Linked DNA regions of Oryctolagus cuniculus: region 1 is linked to region 2. Evidence: chromatin contacts called from public Hi-C data. All regions are on one chromosome and are shown on one strand. The core of a region is the stretch at or near the end of the contact, and the rest is flanking DNA. Distances in the headings are between cores, read along the strand shown.

Evidence for each region. A called contact is a pair of places that touch in the nucleus more often than the background predicts.
Region 1: a contact with region 2 is called in a Hi-C map of liver, with 5 times the contacts expected there. The contact joins two enhancer-like sites. A contact is called at or near these places in 6 of 6 Hi-C or Micro-C datasets (ear pinna, embryonic fibroblasts, liver and 3 more).

Annotation. Positions count from the first base shown.
Region 1 is chr1:157,330,728-157,337,061 of mOryCun1.1, forward strand. No RefSeq gene overlaps it. Among named protein-coding and RNA genes, the nearest start is that of ALDH1A1, 100 kb to the left of the region's middle. Within about 2 kb of position 1,509, at least 1 of the 8 cell types and tissues checked has an H3K27ac peak or open chromatin away from gene starts, as enhancers often do.
Region 2 is chr1:157,140,562-157,146,555 of mOryCun1.1, forward strand. No RefSeq gene overlaps it. Among named protein-coding and RNA genes, the nearest start is that of ALDH1A1, 89 kb to the right of the region's middle. Within about 2 kb of position 3,845, at least 1 of the 8 cell types and tissues checked has an H3K27ac peak or open chromatin away from gene starts, as enhancers often do.

The DNA.
Region 1 (6,334 bases), core at 259-2,758, 190 kb after region 2:
AATCTTGTAATAACAGAACAATGAGTTGGTATTATTGTCCATTATAACCATACGTAATTCATGGAAAGCAGCAAGTTTCACAATGATAACATCTCATAAAACAAATGGATTTAAATTCTCAGGAAACAAAAATTGAGCTTTATTAAAAGGACTCATCCTAAACCGGTTGATCAGTTTTGACTCACTTTGAATTATTTGTGTCTTGAAATTCAACTATGAACCAAATATCCAAGATCACAAACCCTGCACCTATGTGGCCAGTCTAAGAATATTTTTTACTTTGGGGATTGGAAAAATTTTTTCTACCTTAAAATGGGTGCAAAAATCTGCATCTGGTAAAATTACTGCAATTGATCAAGTAAAAGCATAAGAGCAAAAATGAGAATATAGATATGAAATGAAATAGTTAATGTAATTAAATATGTCATCACTTTACAACTATTTTAATTTTACTATAACATTTACCATTGATCTGATATTTTTTGTTTTAACTGTCTTAAAGATGTTCAATGCATGTTATAGAAGTTTGTATCCTACAGTTTGATTTTAATTAACTTAGCTAAGTAAAATCCACTAAGCTCATAATCATTTAAATATCTGATAGTATAACTTAAATCCTTATGTTTTGATGTATCAGTCTTCTAAGTATTATACAAATATTTAGAGGGGCATTGTGATTGTTCCATGTCTAAGTGAACATTAAATAACAAAAGGCTTTAAGCTTAAGAAATGAAGCACAAAATAGTGCAAAAATAAAAATACATACTTTCCAACGTGGTGCTAAAGGATTTATCAACACAGTGAAGCTCTGTAAAATGCCACACAGAGATAGAGTGTGTATTATTCAAAGGGTATGGAGGAGGACCTGTCGATACATCTATCTCTCCTTCATCAAAGCTGTAGACAAAAAGACCAGAGACCTGGCAGGGTAGGACGTCAATTGCAGTTGGTTTCTTAGTATAGCCTTACATTTCACTTGCTGTCCTTCACTTATCATTGCTGTATGCCTGAGGCAGATGGGGCATTGTAGACACGATTATCCAGCGTCATTTTCACTCAAAATCTCTTGTATGAGACTTATAAAAGTGAACTAGAATTATTTTTAATGTACATCTCCCCTAATCAATTCACATGCTCTTTTAGATGTAGTTTTTTTGTATGTCCAGGCCCTAACACAGCATATATTCAACAAATATTTTTGAAAGACTTCACGAGAGAGTAACATTTTGTAAATACTAGAGGGAGTACAGAAAATATAAAAAGGTCCATGCCAAACTCAGTATGTTGAATGAGCACTTTTTACCACCTACTCGTGAATTCAGTGAAGACGCTACGTGGTCTATTTGCTGAGAAATGGTGTCTAAACACTTCCCAGAACAATCTCACACTGTACACTACACACGGGTCATAAAGTGCTCCCAATTCCAAGTATTTTCTTTTCCTGAGCTTAGACAACTCACCCAGAGCAGGGCAGCCAGCTATTTGATTTCTTCACACATTCCTGACTTGCAGCTGCTCCCAGTCCACTGAGCAGCATTCCATTGACTTAATGAAGCTAGTCTAGTGACTTACTAAGACTTTGGAAATTTGTGCTAAGGCCATTGACTTTGTGAGACATGCTGGGTCCCCTTTCTATGAAGTATGCAATAGTCATTTTGTTTAGCAATATATCAGACATAGCCCCAAGTTTGCAATAATATGATGATTAATCAGGGTTCAAGATAAACTCTCAGCTCCTTGAGCAGATTCATTTGTATTCCAGGTTCCACATACACACAGCTGAGAAGAGAAAGGATGTTAGCTGTCAATCACGCCGCCATCATTGTTTGTGCTCCAGATTGACTTCTGATCTCCTGAATTACTAAAGTGATTGATGCTCAACCACTTCAAGTGAATGTCACCATCGGAACCAATGCTAGTATCCCTTAGTGCTGTTTCAGCCTCGCAAACGTTCCTTCTCCTCAGTGGCTACTTTTTTGCTCCTACTCTCAGATGTACTTGGGTGATACCTGAAATGAAGCAGCACCACTGCTTTTATTTGAATATGACCCCCAAGGTTCACATGTCGGAAACTTAATCCCCAATGCAATCCCCCATGTGAACAGTGTGGAGGGGTAAGGCTTTTAAGAGTGGATTAGGTCATGAGGGCTTTATCCTCATGAATGGATCAATGCCTTTATCGCAGGAGAATGTGCATTATCTCAAAACTGAGGTCCTCGCACAGGACTAGTCTGGCCTCCTCTCTCTCTTCTTCTTCTTATCCATAAGAGGCTCACTATATTATAATGCAGCAAAGAGGCCTTTTCCAGATGTGGCGCCTCAGTCTTGGACTTGCCAGCCTACAGAACCATGGGCCAAGTAAATTTTTGCTCATGATAAATTACACAATAAATGATATTCAGTTACTGTGGCACAACAATGTCTAACACATCCAAAATTATTAGTATCATCTATGTCATCATCATCCTCATCACAGCATGCAAAAATTTGGGGCCTGCATTGTAACACAATAGGTTAAGCTGTTGCCTTTGACACCAGCATCCCATGTGCGTGGAGGTTCAAGTCTTGGCTGTTCTACTTCTGATCCAGCTCCCTCTTAATGTGCCTGGGAAATCAGCAGAAGATGGTATACAAGTTCTTGGACCCCTGCACCCATGTGGGAGATCTGTATGGAGTTCCTGGCTTCAGCCTGGCCCAGCCCCAAGCATTACAGCCATTTAGAAAGTGAACCAATAGATGGTAGATCTCTCTCTCTCTCTCTCTCTGCCTCTCTCTCCCCACCCGTGTGTGTTTGTGTGTGTGTGTGTGTCCCTCTCCTGTAGCTCTTTCAAATAGATACAGAAAATCTTTAAAAATTAATTAAATATGTACTAAAATATAGTTTTAACTGCTATAGATTTTATCTTCACAATTTTATGAAGTGATATGTAATCTCTAATTTACAAGGGAGAAAATTGGATAGTGGCTTTTCCATCTTTATTCCTACTTTTTGAAAATTTTAATTCATTTATTTTCATTTTATTTGAAAGGAAGCGAGAGAAAGAGAGAGAGATACTTTCCATCTGCTTGTTTACTCCCCTCATGTCCTCAATAGCTACAGCCCAAACCAGGAACACAGCACTCCATCCAGGTCTCCTACATGACTGTCAGAGACTGAACTATTTGAGTGATCACCTTCTTCATCCTAGAGAACCCATTACCAGGAAGCTAGAATTGGAAGTGGAGGTGGAGCCGAGACTTGAACGCAGACCCTCTAACCTGTGGCGTGGCATCACAAGCAGCAACCTAACCACTGTGCCAAATAATCACACCTCATTCCTACTTCCTGTCCTGTACAGAAAGCCTCCTCAAAGGAAACTCCACATGGTTACAGGCTGGGGACATTTGGTTGATTCTTTTCTTAAAAGATAACCAATCTTATTTGTTTGCCCAATGCATTATTATAAACTGTATTACACTGTTGACTGCATGTATTGCAAGAAAAGTTCTACTCTTAGAGAAACAAAATATTACAAAAATCTTCATTCAAGGTATGTATACTGAATATGCTACCACAGTTGTGGTTGGCAGTCTACAAAGGTGTCCACCACTCCTCCATGCCTTTTGCAGTCTAACTTTTCCATTCATCACATTAGCAAGAGGCATTACTCTTCCCCACTTCCTTTGAATTTGGCTTGGTTTTTGGCTTGCATTGACACATTCCGGGCCTGGACTTTAACAGGCCATGAAGCTTCTGCTTTCACTCTCTTTTAACCCTGAGAACACTGTGCTGTGAGCATAGCCAGTCTCAGTTACAAGAGGACAAGAGAGGATAGAGGCAAAGCAAGCCACCCTCCAGCCAACAACCAGTTCCAGCTGCTGCACAGAGACTGATTCCATCCTGGGCCTACCCAGCCATCCGCTGAATGCAGCTGCCTAAAGGAACCTTGATAAGACCAGCAGAACCACTCAGAAAATTCACAGGCTCTTCTGGTTAATAAATCATTATTTTAAGCCACCGTATTTCAGGATGATTTTTTTTTAAACACAGCAATAGGTAACAAATAAAAATATATGCACAGAAAAATACAATAATTTTTTAAAAGTACAGATAGACTCCACGTTATAATGATTTGGGAAAGAATTGTGTAAGATGATATGAAAGCATAGCCATACGACCATGCTGTTTCTCACTCAGTCCAACGGTCAATAAATTTACATGAGATATGCAACACTTTATTATGAAATAGGCCTTGTGTCTGATGATTTCTCCCAACTGTAAGTCAATGTAAATGTCCTGAGCATGTTTAAGTATGGTAGGCTAGGCTAAGCTATGCTCATTAGTAGGTTAATAGCATTAACTGAATTTTGGGCTTAAGATAGTTCACCTTACCATGAGTAAACCAGGAAGTAACTTCATCATATGTCTGGGAGTATCAGTAACCTGTTACTGGAGTTAGAATTTTCTCAGCCTACTTCATAACACAACATAGATTTTGTAATACATGAGCAGATTTTTAAATCAATTTTTATGAAGACATCTAAGATTTCTCATAAAATTAGTGAAAATAATGTGGAACACTGGACATACTCTTCTCTTGGTAAAGGAATGTATAGCATGCTGTTTTTCCGCCAGCAAGGCTATGCATTTATCTCTGATTTGGGGTCACTGAAGTACTTTTGTTGGTGCTAGGCTTTATTTTCTCTCAGCAGTGAATATCAATCCACAAAAGCCTTTTTCCATTTTCTCTATCACTAAACTTTGACTTTTTACATAATCAATGTCAATTACATACAAAAGTATCCAACTCCTAGGCCAGCACTGTGGTGTAGCAGGTGAAGTCACTGCCTGCAGCACTCGTATCCCGTATGGGCACCAGTTCAGGCCCTGGCTGTTCCGCTTCCCATCCATCTCCCTGCCAGTGCGCCTGGGAAAGCAGTGAATGATGGGTCAAGTGCCTGGGCCCTTCCACCCATAAAGGAGACCCTGGCTTCAGATCAGTTCAGCTCCAGCCCTTGTGGCCATTTGGGGAGTGAACCAGCAGGTGGAAGATTTCTCTCTCTCTTTCTCTTTGCAACTTTTTCAGAAAAATAAATAAATCTTCAAAAAAAAATTCCAACTCCTACTTCTGTTGTAAGAAAATCAGGGGGCCGGTGTTGTGACTCACTGGGTTAATCCTCCACCTGCAGTGCCGGCATCCCATATGGGTACTGGGTTCTAGTCTTGGTTGCTCCTCTTCCAGTCCAGCTCTCTGCTGTGGCCCGGGAGGGCGGTGCAGGATGGCCACTGTTCCCACTTGGGAGACCAGGAGGAAGCACCTGGCTCCTGGCTTCAGCACTCGTAACGGCCATTTGGGAGGTGAACCAACAGAAGGAAGACCTTTCTCTCTGTCTCTCTTTCTCACTGTCTATAACTCTACCTGTCAAATAAAAAAAAAAAATCAGAGCTCACACAATTGACTAGAAGCTTAGGATCAGGCCTCAGGAATGGGGAATTAAAGAGCTCTGCAGAACTCTGTGGAAGAAATCAGTACAAAAATTATGCAGAGGATCAGTCTGGTCCATGGGAACTATTCCCTTGCAATGGATCCCCAGTGAATGTGTGCCACTTGCTTGAGAGTGAAAGACCTAAAGATAGCTTCTGATTCTGATTTGTTGAGTCTGGGTCATGCACCCATTCCCTGGCTGCTCTGGGTAGTGATGAAGAAGACGTGACCCCATTAGATGCAGTAAAGAAGAAACTATTTCCTGTTGAATCTATAAACAAAAGTCAATCTCTCACTAGGACCACTAGGCAGGAAACTTGGATACCAGACAACCAAAAGGTAGCAAATGTACATTATAATAAAATTTTCTGTCATTTTGAACATCCTCTTAGATGTGTTTTTCTCAGTCTTAATTACACACTTCATTAAATAATTAGGGTCTACATGTTATGTACATCCACAGAATTCCATTTTTACCTCAATTGAATTTTGATTCATTTCTTTTCAGTTTACACTTTTTAAAAATAACATAAAACCTAAAATGTTATTTTATTTAATTGTTTGATTCTGTTTGCATAAGAATTGTGTGAAATTAACATACTGGATTGCAGGCAATATTACCACTTGGTGGCTCACAGTTCTTATTCGTCAACTGTATGAAATTCCACTACAAAAGTACTAGAGTCAAGGACTTCTGGTATCATGTGTCTTTTCTCATGAGGGAGTTAATTTATTCCTCCTTTCTCTCTTGAAAACTGCCTCTGGAGATGGGTGGGAGCATGGAGAGAGATTCTTCCTTCTTACTTTCTGTACTTTTACCTGTAAAGTCTTCATTATACATAAAAACAGAACAATAGTGAGGTAGGTAA
Region 2 (5,994 bases), core at 2,595-5,094:
CCCCAAATCATGCTCTCCTCTGCTGATCTAATCAGCTTTCAAATAGGCCAATTTGATCTTAATGCTTCAACAACCTACAGGAACATGCAGAGTGCTTTGCATTCCACTCAGTAACATCCGTGATTGACTTATCTGCCTTTCCAGTGTCATCTTTACTGTCTATTCCCTTACATTTTATCTAATATTGGTTTTATTTCCTCTAACTGTGGACATAGAATTCTGCCCAAAGTTTTAAGTTTTACCCTGATTTAAATATATGCTGTGCCCCTTGCCTGATATGATCTTTTCTTTTTTTATTATTTGACAGGTAGAGTTATAGCCAGTGAGAGAAACAAAGAAAAAGGTCTTCCTTCCGTTGGTTCACTCCCCACATGGCCGCTACGGCCAGCTGGCGCTGCGCCGATCCGAAGCCAGGAGCCAGGTGCTTCCTCCTGGTCTCCTATGCAGGGGAAGGGTCCCAAGCACTTGGGCCATCCTCCACTGCCTTCCTGGGCCACAACAGAGAGCTGGACTGGAAGAGGGGCAGCCGGGACTAGAATCCGGCACCCATATGGAATGCCAGCACCACAGGTGGAGGATTAACCAAGTGAGCCACAGCACCAGCCCCTCTTGGTATGATCTTATACTCCATATTTTGAATCTGGAAACTCAATACAATCTTCAAGACACTTGAGTCTATAACACATGAACATGCTTGCTTCCCTTTCCCTAATTTGGTTGTTGGGTGTTTCAGCCAAGTCTCCCTCACAGGATCCACACATACATCTTGACAGCTGTTAGGAGTTCTTGCTGATGATGGCTCTCAGCTGCATCCCAGAGGAAATGTTGCGCTTGGTTTTAGGACACCTCCCTCTTGAAACTTCCCTCTTTTCCAGGAGTGGCCTGCATCCAGCGATTGGCTAATTGGCAGAGATACAAAAACCTGATGCTTTGACTTAATTCGAGACAGCTGTGAAGGATAATGCTAGCTTCATAGAACCTTGGAGGATAGATTGATACTGTTTGCAACTGCATCTACATTGTGGATCAAATTCACTCTCTGTTTAAATTTGCCTTCCCCACTCACTTTACAAGTATACCACCAAGAGTTCTCGGTAAAACATCAATGTATATATTTTAATTCAGTCTGTTTTCAGGGACTCCAATGCAAAACAGATCTATTGGTGTTTATGACAAACTGAATATAATTTTTTTGGCAAATACTGGCTATGTAGTGATTTTTTAACATATTTATAAACTGAATGATTCCTGAAGTCATCTCTGATACACAACTCTGGACACTCACCATAACAGAAATATCTTTCGCATCTTCAATTCAAAGTTTAAGATTGAAAGAAAGATTTTTCTAGAGAAGATGCTGTGGGGAAGACGTGTTGCTGCTCGCTCTCCAAAATAGAAACATTAATTTTATGCTTCTTCTTTTATTTCACCAAAATAGCAATCATAAAACACCAACTTACAAACATTGTTATGTTCCTAGAATTGTATCTACAAATCACATTGGATCTGTTAAAAAATGAACTAAAAATTAAAATTTAAAATGAAAAATGAAATTTAAAATGAAAAAATCAACTCCCCCTCCTGATGACATGTCTACCTATGCCGACCATCCACCACCACACACGTAAACACCACCCTAGGTAAATATAGAAAAGTGATCATTATGGTTTATAGGAAATATTCATAAAAGTCTCAAATATAGACATTGGACTCACCTAGAAAACAGCTTAAATCTCTTTTGCTAAGTATGTATGTAGAATAAAACCAATTTGCTATTCACTTTGGTATATGAAATAATTTGGCCCAAGAGCTAAAGGTAATCCATTGTAACAGAGTGTGGCAGATGTTGGCTGTGTCCTAAGATAGAACTACATACTTACCATTAAGAATTAGCACATGATGAAAACTTGACAATGAGACTCATTCGATGCCTACCAGATACAGGGAAAGAAATCAGTACTATATGAGTACTATGCTACACTTTTGATACTCAGGTCAAACTCCTTGGAATAAAATCTCCTTGAAAGGTTGTGCCTCAGATATTATTCATGCAGATGTCTTCATGAAGGTGTCTTATTCTGGCTATCTAAATATGTGATCGAGAGCTAATGAGCCCATGTCACCTTTTTGGCCTGCCACCCTCTTCATGTCAGATGTCTGAATTAAGCAAGTATAAACTTTACGGTATGTTGGGAAATTATAGTGACTCCCACCATGAACCTCCGAGAACATGAGTAAGTGTAAGGCATAGTTGGTGCCTTTGTTAGATAATCACCAGCAAAAAGGGACCACAAAGTCTTGAGGTAGTCTTATTCTGTTAATATTTAAATATCATTCAATAATATACTATAGAAAAACATGAATTGACTTCTAACAATTTCTGTATGAATTCTGGCAAATCAGTATGAGTAACCAACAGCATGTTTCTCTACTTATTATAGAGTAGCTTATAATTTTATAGTGTCCAACCATACTTCTATTTTTGAACACAGATAACCAGTTAATCGTAATTTACTTTAAATGCTCATCATCTAATGGAGTTAAAATGTCACACTAAAATTCTATGCCCAGCATTATTTAGGACAGTGAAGATTTTGAAATCATATTATGTTTCTTCAGTTTAGCATTTTATATAAGGAAAATTTGCATCCAGTAAAAATGACAACATTAGCTCAATATCAATAACCATGGGAAATGGGCCAGCCATATTCCTGAGTAAAACAAATATATACCATACCACAAGTATAGGAAGAAATCATCTATATAATATCATACATGCATCCCAACACATACGAACCCATATATTCATGAGGAAGTGGTATCTGGAAGCATATTATCTTTTCATGAAGGGATTTGGAAATATATTTAGTTTCTTCTTCATACTTTGCTGCATTGATTTTTTTTTGTCCAATGAGCATATATGTGGGCACTTCAGAAAGTTTGTAGAAAAATCGAATTATATGATAAGCTTTTTCTGATGCAGATTTCTGTTTGAAATCCAAGCATAGTTTTCCATGAAACATATTTTTCCAAGACTCTTTTGAAGACCTCCTCATTTTGTTCTATTAAAAAAAATTAGGAGAGGATGTTTGGTGCAACACTTAAATCAGTGCTTAGATTCCCACTTCCTGAATCAAATGCATGGTTTGCACACCAGTTACTCTGCTTCCAAGCCAGTTTCCAACTAATGTGCACTCTGGGAGGGACAGATGATGGCTCAGGTACTTGGGTCCCTGTGAGCCATGTGGGAGACCTGGATGGATTTCTGGACTCCTAGCTTCTACCTGGTCCTGGCCCAGCCCCAACTGTTACAGGCCTTTGAGAGTGAACCAATAAAGGAAGAACTCTGTCTCTGTCTGTTTCTGTCTCTCTGCATTTTTTATATCTCTCTGCCTTAAAATGAAAATAAATATTTTTTAAATGTTAGTCTACTTTGATTTTGAAATCATGTGTTTATGAGTCAAAGTTTTTATTAGCATGCCCACTTCTGTACTTAATAAACTTAATTTTATTCTTTCTTATTATGATATTGTTTGTTATTCTGATAGTTGATATAACCCTTAACATTAGTTAAAGTTGTAAAGTTCGTGAGATGCAGATCTTTCCAGGAAATGAGACTGATGCAGACAAGGCTCTAACACTGTAGTGGGGACGAAAGCTTACAGATCAGTGGGAAAATACACATGGGACCAACAACATTCTTTGGCCAAGATGATGTGATAGTCATACTGGTATCAAGAGGAAATGCAAGATTCCTAATGCTAATGATATAGAAGACATACAGCATGTTCCTTACTGAGAGAGTGAGTTACTCACCTATCGTCCCTGAGGCCCTTTTTCTCCCACTCATTTACAGTTTACTAACACAACTAGAAGAGTGTAAGTCAAATACTGACTCATAGTAGGCTACCAATTACTGAGAGTTATGACTGTGACTATTGTTGTTAAAGTTGCTATCATACACCAGGACATGTAATATTGAAAACACACAGTGAATTGTACCACTTAGCAATTCAAAATAGGCGATTTACATAAGAAAAAATGTCTTATTCCACAACACAAGAAATGGCTTTCTTTTCTTGAAATTATAAAGCATTCCCGTATTTTATACCTTTTCTTTTCTCATAAGAATTGAGTTTGAAAGGAAGAAGTTTTTCTTTTGTATTTTACTTGGATGCAATGAAATTTTAATTTCAATTTAGCAACAACTACTAATTTTATTACTGGAGAATCCAACTCTCTGTTACAGAAGTCACATAATTATTTTTGCCTCCAAGTAGGCAGCATTTGATCCGTACTGAGCTAAATATTTTGCTGAGGCTCAATTTCTACAGAATTTTCTTGAAAATGCTGTGGATTACTTTTATGTACATAAATCTCACATATTAGTAGGGCGAAAAATAATGAACATTGTACATATTGAAAGTGAAGGCAAAATCTAAAAATTGAGTTCATTCAATGTTCATTTATATGTAAATAAAAATATGTTTGACATACAATTTTTCAAAAATAGAGACAGTACTAATGAACTTCAGTTTTTCATGTATGTATGTTCAGTCTTTTCAAATAAATCATAATTGCATATGAAGGTGAGGAAAGTTTAGGAAATGGGTCATGGTTATTGCTACACAACAATGTGAATGTACTTAATTTCACTGAACTATGTAATTAAAAATGGTTAAAATGGTAATTTTTATTTTATGTCATTTACTTATTAGGGAGACAGATAGAGACAGAGATCCCATACACTAGCTCACTCCCTAAATGCCCAAAATTATCCTCAACTGGGGCAGAAACAGGGAGACAGGAACTCCCATTAAGTCTCCCATGCATGTACATGGCAGGAACCCAGTTACACTGCCGCCGCCCCCCCCCCCCCCCCTTCTGCATTGGCAAGAAACTGGAGCCAGGAAGGAGCCAGATCTAGCAGACAAACCCAAGTACTCTATTGTAGATGTGGGAGTCTTAACTAGAATCTTAATCATTAAAGTAAACACTTGCCCCTAAAATGATAATCTGTATGTTATGCTATATGTTCATACAAAAATACCTGAAATTCTCAAGTGCAAAATCTCTAACTCTCAGTGGTGGCGCTGTGGCGTAGTAGGCTAACCCTCCACCTGTGGAACAGGCATCCAGGTGCTGGTTCATGTCCTGGCAGCTCCACTTCCAATCCAGCTCTCTGCTGAGGCCTGGGAAAGCAGTAGAAGATGGCTCAAATGCTTGGGCCCCTGCACCTACATGGGAGACCCAGAAAAAGCTCTTGGATCATGGCTTCAGATCAGCCCTGCTCTGGCCGTTCTGCCATTTAGGGAGTGAACCAGCGGATGGAAGACCTTTCATCTCTCCCTCTCTCTGTAAATCTACCACTTAAACAAATAAATAAAATATTTTAAAAAAATCTTTAATTCTCTACATATTGCAATTCAGAACATCATAACATACTTCCAACTTACTTATTATGTGTTCTTCACACAATTGACCATGTGCTGTGACTAGAGAAAATGAGGATGTGGTGAAAGTCTTTCTCGAACATTGCCTCTTGTGCGTTGTTGGAAATCTTTAGGCTAACCCCTCATTCATCTATTACTTCTAAACATTTTAGAGCCGAGGAGTTGGAATTCTTTTATTCACCCTTTATTTAAAAATTGCAGTGTTTGAATATTTGAAATTTACTTGAACGAATAACAAAGCCACTCGTGGTTTATGAAGACAATTTTAAACAATTCTTGACCACAGGAGTAATTACTGTTGACCCTACTAAAGATCTGGATTTGACTTGTGAACACAGTGAATCTGTACACAGGGCTGGATACAAACTCTAGAAGATATCCAGTCCATCTGTTCTAAGGACGCTTCAATTCCAGGAAGATGGCTCTTTATTTCATTCCCTTTTCTAAGACTCTCAATAGAGTTCACTCTACTTCTTAGTAATACTATTCTTGGTTCAAATTGCCCGTGCTTAATAAGTGCTTCACAAAATTCATCTTTTAT